Linked DNA regions of Anas platyrhynchos: region 1 is linked to region 2. A link is a contact called in public Hi-C data. All regions are on one chromosome and are shown on one strand. Each heading gives the region's core, a stretch centred on a gene start, on an enhancer-like site or on the middle of the called end of the contact. The rest is flanking DNA. Distances are from core to core; before and after follow the strand shown.

Region 1 (3,189 bases), core at 678-3,177, 41 kb before region 2:
CAAACAACTGAGTGTAATGTCACAATGACAGTGAGAAGTTGGGCAGAAGACCCGATACTCAGACTCTGACTGTTAATGGATTTTTTTTAAACCCATTCAATTGAAAAACAGCCCTCCAGACTGTATTTACTTCCTTACAAAATTAGAGACATGACCCACTAGTGGGTGGCACCCATGCCCATAGCAGGGAGTTGGAACTAGATGACCTTTAAGGTCTCTTCCACCCCAAACTATTCTGTGATTCTATTCTATGATTTGACAACCTCTTAATTACTCATCTGCATTCATAAATAACACTGCATATGGAGTGCTGTACTCACAATACTTCTCTGTTGTTTCTAATGCTCCATTTACAAGCATTAGTTGGTAACTAGTGGATATTTTTTTGCAAACTGATCATTCCTTTTAACTGGCAGCAACATTAAACATTTGAGTTATGTGTTTTGTTCTTATGAAAGCCATTCACACCGAAGTATGAATGAACGCTCAACAAAGAGGAATTCTGAATAAAGCAAAGGCCAGGCTCTTTCAGCACAAAAATAACAAGAATTTCCTAAAAATAATAATTGCCTTTAATATGCTGTATTTTACATTTTATGGCAGCTAAAGAAGCTGAAGAGTGAACATCCACGTACTAATGTACAACTAGCTCTCTTCACATACATGATTTACCCTGACAATAGGTAAAAACTGAAGCTTGCCTGGCAAACATCTATGGCAATTCAAGACATTACTTCATGGTTGTTATTCCTCTGCCCCAAACGACTGCCTACTCACCTTTATCCTTACCTAGGGAAGCTGAGAACACAAGTCCAGACTTGACCTATTTCAATGCAAAGTCCAACAGCTTAGCTCGAACAGGTAATGAGCTTAAACTAAAACGCTAGATTTTGTGCAAGGCTGGCTAAAACTGGGCACGTTTTGTTCCATCAGCTCTAGTGTAGGGAGAGTAACTTCAGGCAGAGGGGCCAGCTGGACTGCTGAAGGTTTTGGAGGCCATGAAAAGCGTGCTGAAAGACAAGCTATCTTCCTAGCGTTTTATGCACAAAGGTCTCACGGGTGGTTCTGCTTATGTGACACGTTTTGAGGGAACTGTGGATGTTATGAGGGTAAGGCCATGACACGAAGAGAAACGTGGGGAAAAGAGACACCTTCCAGAATGAATTACAGGATGAGGTTCTTTATCTTCCCATTAACAAAACCTGCAGATACCATCAAAACAAGCTGCCAGTGTCACCTGGCTTTATTGCACCGTTTCTCCAGATCTGTAATATCTCCTATGTAAGGAGCCCGTTAACACCCAGCACTCACAGGCTCGCTCGGCGTTCACCTCACGCGTTTATTGAGCAAACAGCGGGCTTTACACCCCACCACACCACTCCACAACTCCTGCAAGGCTCAGCCCCCACGCACACCATTCCCCCCCACCCCCACCCCCCCTGCAGCGCTATGGGGGCGAGCGTAGACACCAAACAAACCTAGAAAGATAAAAATAAAACATTAAATAAATAAATAAATAAGTTAAATCTCTCCAGGCTGCTCCCCTCCCAGAACCCGGCACGGGGCAGCCCCATCCCGCTGCGGGTGAAGCCCTGCGGCCTGCCCTGCCCTGCCTCGCCTCACAGCAGGCCGGGGGCGCCCCTCTCAGCCTCCCCACCGCCCCCTGGGGGCTTTTACCCCCCGGAGGGGCACGACACGGACACGAGCCCGATGCCGGGTCCACCCCCCTTCGCTTCCCCGGGGGCCGTCGGAGGCGCTGCGGGCCGCCCGCTCCCCCCCCCGGCCCCGCCATTACCTACGGCCCCTTAGCAACGGCCGCGCCCGGCGTGCGCGCCCCCGCGCCCGCCCCGCCGCCCAGGCGTGCGCGCCCCCGCCGCCGCCACCGCCACCCGCCCCCCGCAACCGGGCCGGAGGGGGCCTCGCCGCCGAGCCGCCGCCGCGCTGCCGGGCTGGGGTTTGCCCGCCGCCAGCAGGCGTTCGCGCAGGGCAGCCCCGCTGGGGGAAGGCCCCCCCGGCGTTGCTATGGTGACGGGGGAAGCGCGGCGCGGCCTGCTGAGGCCTTGGGGACAGGGGCAAGGGGCAAGGGGCAGGGCCCGGCCCCATGGCTGCCCCCGTGGTGGTGGTGGTGGGATCCTGCGTCACCGACCTCGTCAGGTCAGTACCCGCCGCAGGGACGCGCCGCGGGATCGGGTTGGGGGAGAAGGGGACGCCCGGCCTCGGTGCTGCGCGGCCGGGGGGCTGCGAGGCGGGAGGGAGGCGGGAGGCAGGAGGAAGGAGGCGGGCCCTCAGCCCAGCTCGCCAGGCCGAAGGTTTGTGGAGGTAAACGAAGGGGCTCGGCTGGGGCAGCTCGGCTCCAAGCGTTTGAGGCCGCCAGGAAAGCGAGGAAGGAGGCTTCGTGTCGGAAAACAAACTTCCCGTGAAAAACAACAAACAAACAAAACAAGCAAACAAAAAAAAAAAAGGCAGGCCAGAAGTTGATTATTTACAGGCTTCGTTTCATGGGACGGCGAGAAAAAAAGGCCGCCGAGCTGCTCGTAGCCATTCAGACCAAGAAACAGAAGTGAGCCCTCAGGAAACCAAGCACCTCTGCTTTCTGAACTGATTTATTTATTTATTTATTTATTTATTTATTTATTTATTTCAAGGAACGTCCTCGTGCCTTTTGATTCATCCTCTGGGCATTTTGCTCTGACAACGAGGCCCGAGTGCCTCCTCCTTATTCTTTTTTAGCTCATAGGTAAGGTTTAGAAACTTTGTAAAAAATAAAGTTTTGGTTCGAGCAACCTGGGTTTCATAACGAATACTGAATATCGGAAGAATTCAAACAGAACTGTGAGACTTGGCAATGGTGCAAATGCTAACCTAAACGGCCTGACCTTGTCAGCCCCAGTAAACTTGCAAACCAGTTCTTTATTTGCACTACATTAAACACATCTGGTTTCAAACTACGTACGCAGACTTGGTTAACATAGGATTTAAAAGTGTATGTGTCTGGGCTGCATCAGCTCGCTCTGCTGGGAATTCTGCAGTAAAAAAAAAAAAATAAATCAATTCCTCAATGTGAATCAGCAGACAATCAAAGCCTGTGGGTCAAGAAAGTGTAGAAGACATGATCAGAAGGTTATGCTGGGAGTAAGTGCAATGCAGTCATAGACGTGCACTGTAAAAACACTTTAAAAATCATAGAAC
Region 2 (3,336 bases), core at 376-2,875:
ACATAATTGCACATTTACCTTTACTTTTAACAGTAACCTTTTCAGATTTTACAATGAAATCAATTACATTACCATGACTTTTAATAATCAATTATGTCTGACTTCATCCTCTCCATGTCTGATTTATTATTGAATTGATGTTCAGGGATGAACTATTGCCATTTTTCCTTTCTTTTTGCTGAGAAAAGAGGAAAAATGAAGCATTTGTTTTTCTTATGTCACAAGATTGATTTTTTTCTTTTAGTAATTGTTATATATTCATGTGCCATCTGTTTTCTGTTTTCTTTCATGACTTTCTTTAATTTCAAATCACTGTAATGTATGCACTTGAGAAGTTTTATATAGAGATAAATGTTTACATACCCAAATAAAGGTTACTAGTCACATCTCTACATGGCATTTAAAAGCAATAAGTTAATCCCACAAATCTTAAAAAAATGTTGATTTTTCTTTCAAAATACATTCATTTTATCCATTCAGCCAATTACATCTGCATTTCCTTCATCTTCTTAAATCAAGAAGTAACTAATAGTTTAATGGTCCAGAACATGTACTGGGAAAAGATCGTTATACCTTTCTTTTCTTCTTTCCTTCAGTATCTGGTAGCAGTCACAGTCAGAAAAGAGGAACTGGATAAGATAGACCTTTGCTCTGACCTACTGTGGCCCTTCTTATTTTGTAGATTTGGCATTTGTTTTTGGTTTGGTTTGGTTTCAATTCTCTGTGGCCAAATTTATCAAATATACTGCTTACAGCTGCTCTCCTGCAATCATTGGTTCCAGTTCCATTGTCCCTCTCTAAGTCTCAAGTAACTTCCTTCTAGCCAAAGCCCTAGTTATGTTTGAGCCTTACCCCTTTTGGATGCCCTTTTTTAATTTGGTATTTTTAGGTACTATCAGAAAACAAATAGCTTATTTCTACTTCATCTTTAGTAAGCCCTATAAATAGCTCTTAATTTTCTCAGGTTTAAAGATGAATTCTTTAGAGCTATTCCGGTCAGCTGTTTTTAAAACATTACTTTATAACACAGACATACGTGCTAAGAGAAGATTAAATTTACACAGATTCTTATTGTTGCTTGGTATGGCTTTCTTATGCGCTTAAATTTACAGGTATTTATCACATATTTTTATCTAAATGCCCCTATCTTTCTTGTTCATCAAGAAATACCTTTAAATGATTAAGCCCTGTACTTTGTGGATATCATGTGAATGATATGTTTGTAACAGAAGATTATGTTAGCTGCAGAACAGAAAGCTAGCCATTCAGCTTCAGACATTTCATAGACTGTGTGGAGTGTTTGTGTTGCTGAAGATGAGTAAAAGGGGATAGTCCTTGTGATTAGCTGAATTATTACTGAGTCAGAAATTTCTGTTGTCTACTTCCACATAGGTCAGCAGCTTTAATTTGCGATTCTTTTGTCACAGAATAAAAGTTTAAAAATGCCAGCTATACTTTCAGACAATCATGGGATTTCAGGTCCTAAACATGTAAGTATCAAATGCATCACACTTTGTTCTTCATTAAATGCTTTAGGATTTAATGAAATCCCATGCAGTATCTGGTATAACAGCACAGCTTGTTCTTATGGATTTATGTGCTAGAGAGAAGCAAACAAAATTATACTATCAGTGAATTATCTACCATTAGTTTGTCTAGGAGGCTCTTCACAAGCTGTTCTTTTCACTCTTGCTTGTTGCAATAATATTTTTTTTTATGTCTGACACTGCTTTCTTTTTATGTGGTTCATGAACACAAAAACTCAGAACAAATCTTGCAAGGTTATCAGTTCTTTCTTTGCTTAGCCTGTAGTTCAGTTTTATCTTTTCCCAGAAAGATCAAGCTTGTTGAGACTAGTTTGTTAATTCCCAGATGCAGCACAGCCTAATCCCTGAGGTTTGTGCAGGAATGTGCTAGTTCTCCATTCCCTTAATTCTTCTAATGAAAAATAAATGTATCCAATGTCATCTAAGTGAAAACCAATGGTTGTTCTTCTCAGTCATCTATAAATGTTGAAAAAGAGACAACCCTGCACAAGACGAGCTCTTCAGAGTACTTACCATTTTTTTTCCCATGTATTTGTGTGCTTCCTTGCTGTAGTATGGCTCTAGGCACAACCACAATGTCAATACAGTTCATGTGTTGTTTTTCTTTTTTAGTGTGTGCGTGCAATTACATAGCCCTGCAGGTTAGGAACCAAAATATATTGCATGTCAGCAATTTGAATTTGGTCCTAAATGTTTTGAAGAACAGCTGCTTCTCCGTTCAAAGAATACGAAAGAGCCCTTCAGGAGAAGGAAAACTCCTAAATGGTTGCAGCAAATGATTTAGTGTGCCGAGCTATTTTGAATGCAACACTGGGAACTGTTTTCTTCCTAATGTAAAATGGGTATCTGACTTCTGATCTAAATAAGAAAGCCCTAGCAAAGATTTAATTAAATGCTAACAGAATACTTCGGTGTTTTGATGGTAGAAAGCAGTACATCTAAATATAAATTCATTGCAAATTTTGTTAAATGAAGCTGCAAGATACGTAAAAATAATACAAAAGAATAATAGGATCCTATTGTTTCTTTTTAAGTGCTATTGTCTATTAGTTGAGGTTAAATAATTTCTGGAAGAAATACTAATAATGGGAATTCTTGTTAGTATATCCAAAATCAGTAGGCAGCACTGACTTCTACAAGGGCCAGATAATATCAAGCTTATAAAAATGTATCAGCTTAGGACATTTAAAATACTACTAACTAATATAGAGAGGTTAATAATAGGGACAGTATTTATTAAGAAAATAATCATTGATACCTCTACTAGTCAAAACAAGAATAGGTCCTTTAAAATTAAACTATTCCAGAACATTTCATGTGTTTGCCTTTTCTGTTTTAAGTAAAGGAAAGCTATTATTTCTTCATTACACAGAAGTTGCTAGTAATTCACAGTATATTTTAATTTGAATTCCAACTTTGTTCTAAACCCTATTTTATCAGTTTCTGGAAACTATGAAATCTCCCATATTTAGTGTAAAATGAAAGATGTTACTTTTGGGAGGGGAGGGAATAGCTTCAAGCCAATTCATTTCAATCAGTTTTTAATTATTCTAGCATAAGTTTTCTGGCATGTATGTAAAAAAATTATAATTTGAAACAACTGGAATTAGCTTGGCTTGTGGCCTGATCTTGCTTACACACCAAATCTGTCTCACTACTTAGTTGGGACTCTTCATGTGTTAGAATAAATGAGATCAAGTTCTTGTTCTGGCATTCTCAAAGAAATCTCTTAAGGTACAAGCCAAGCTTGAAGCCAACTGGCTTACTGTGTTTAAATACTAAAAATTAA

What was found. A called contact is a pair of places that touch in the nucleus more often than the background predicts.
Region 1: a contact with region 2 is called in a Hi-C map of F5 follicle, with 3 times the contacts expected there. The contact joins the promoter of BABAM2 here to the enhancer-like site in region 2. A contact is called at or near these places in 3 of 8 Hi-C or Micro-C datasets (F5 follicle, skeletal muscle and small yellow follicle).

What each region holds. Positions count from the first base shown.
Region 1 is chr3:38,313,248-38,316,436 of IASCAAS_PekinDuck_T2T, reverse strand. It overlaps BABAM2 (BRISC and BRCA1 A complex member 2), which reads right to left and starts at 1,927. Exons shown (of 12, transcript XM_038176415.2): 1 at 1,796-1,927. It overlaps RBKS (ribokinase), which reads left to right and starts at 1,902. Exons shown (of 9, transcript XM_027454053.3): 1 at 1,902-2,154. The coding sequence starts at 2,102.
Region 2 is chr3:38,271,495-38,274,830 of IASCAAS_PekinDuck_T2T, reverse strand. The region is part of intron 6 of RBKS (ribokinase); the gene reads left to right. Among named protein-coding and RNA genes, the nearest start is that of MRPL33, 31 kb to the right of the region's middle. Within about 2 kb of position 1,625, at least 4 of the 8 cell types and tissues checked have an H3K27ac peak or open chromatin away from gene starts, as enhancers often do. A contact at or near this core is called in F5 follicle and small yellow follicle, where this site is marked.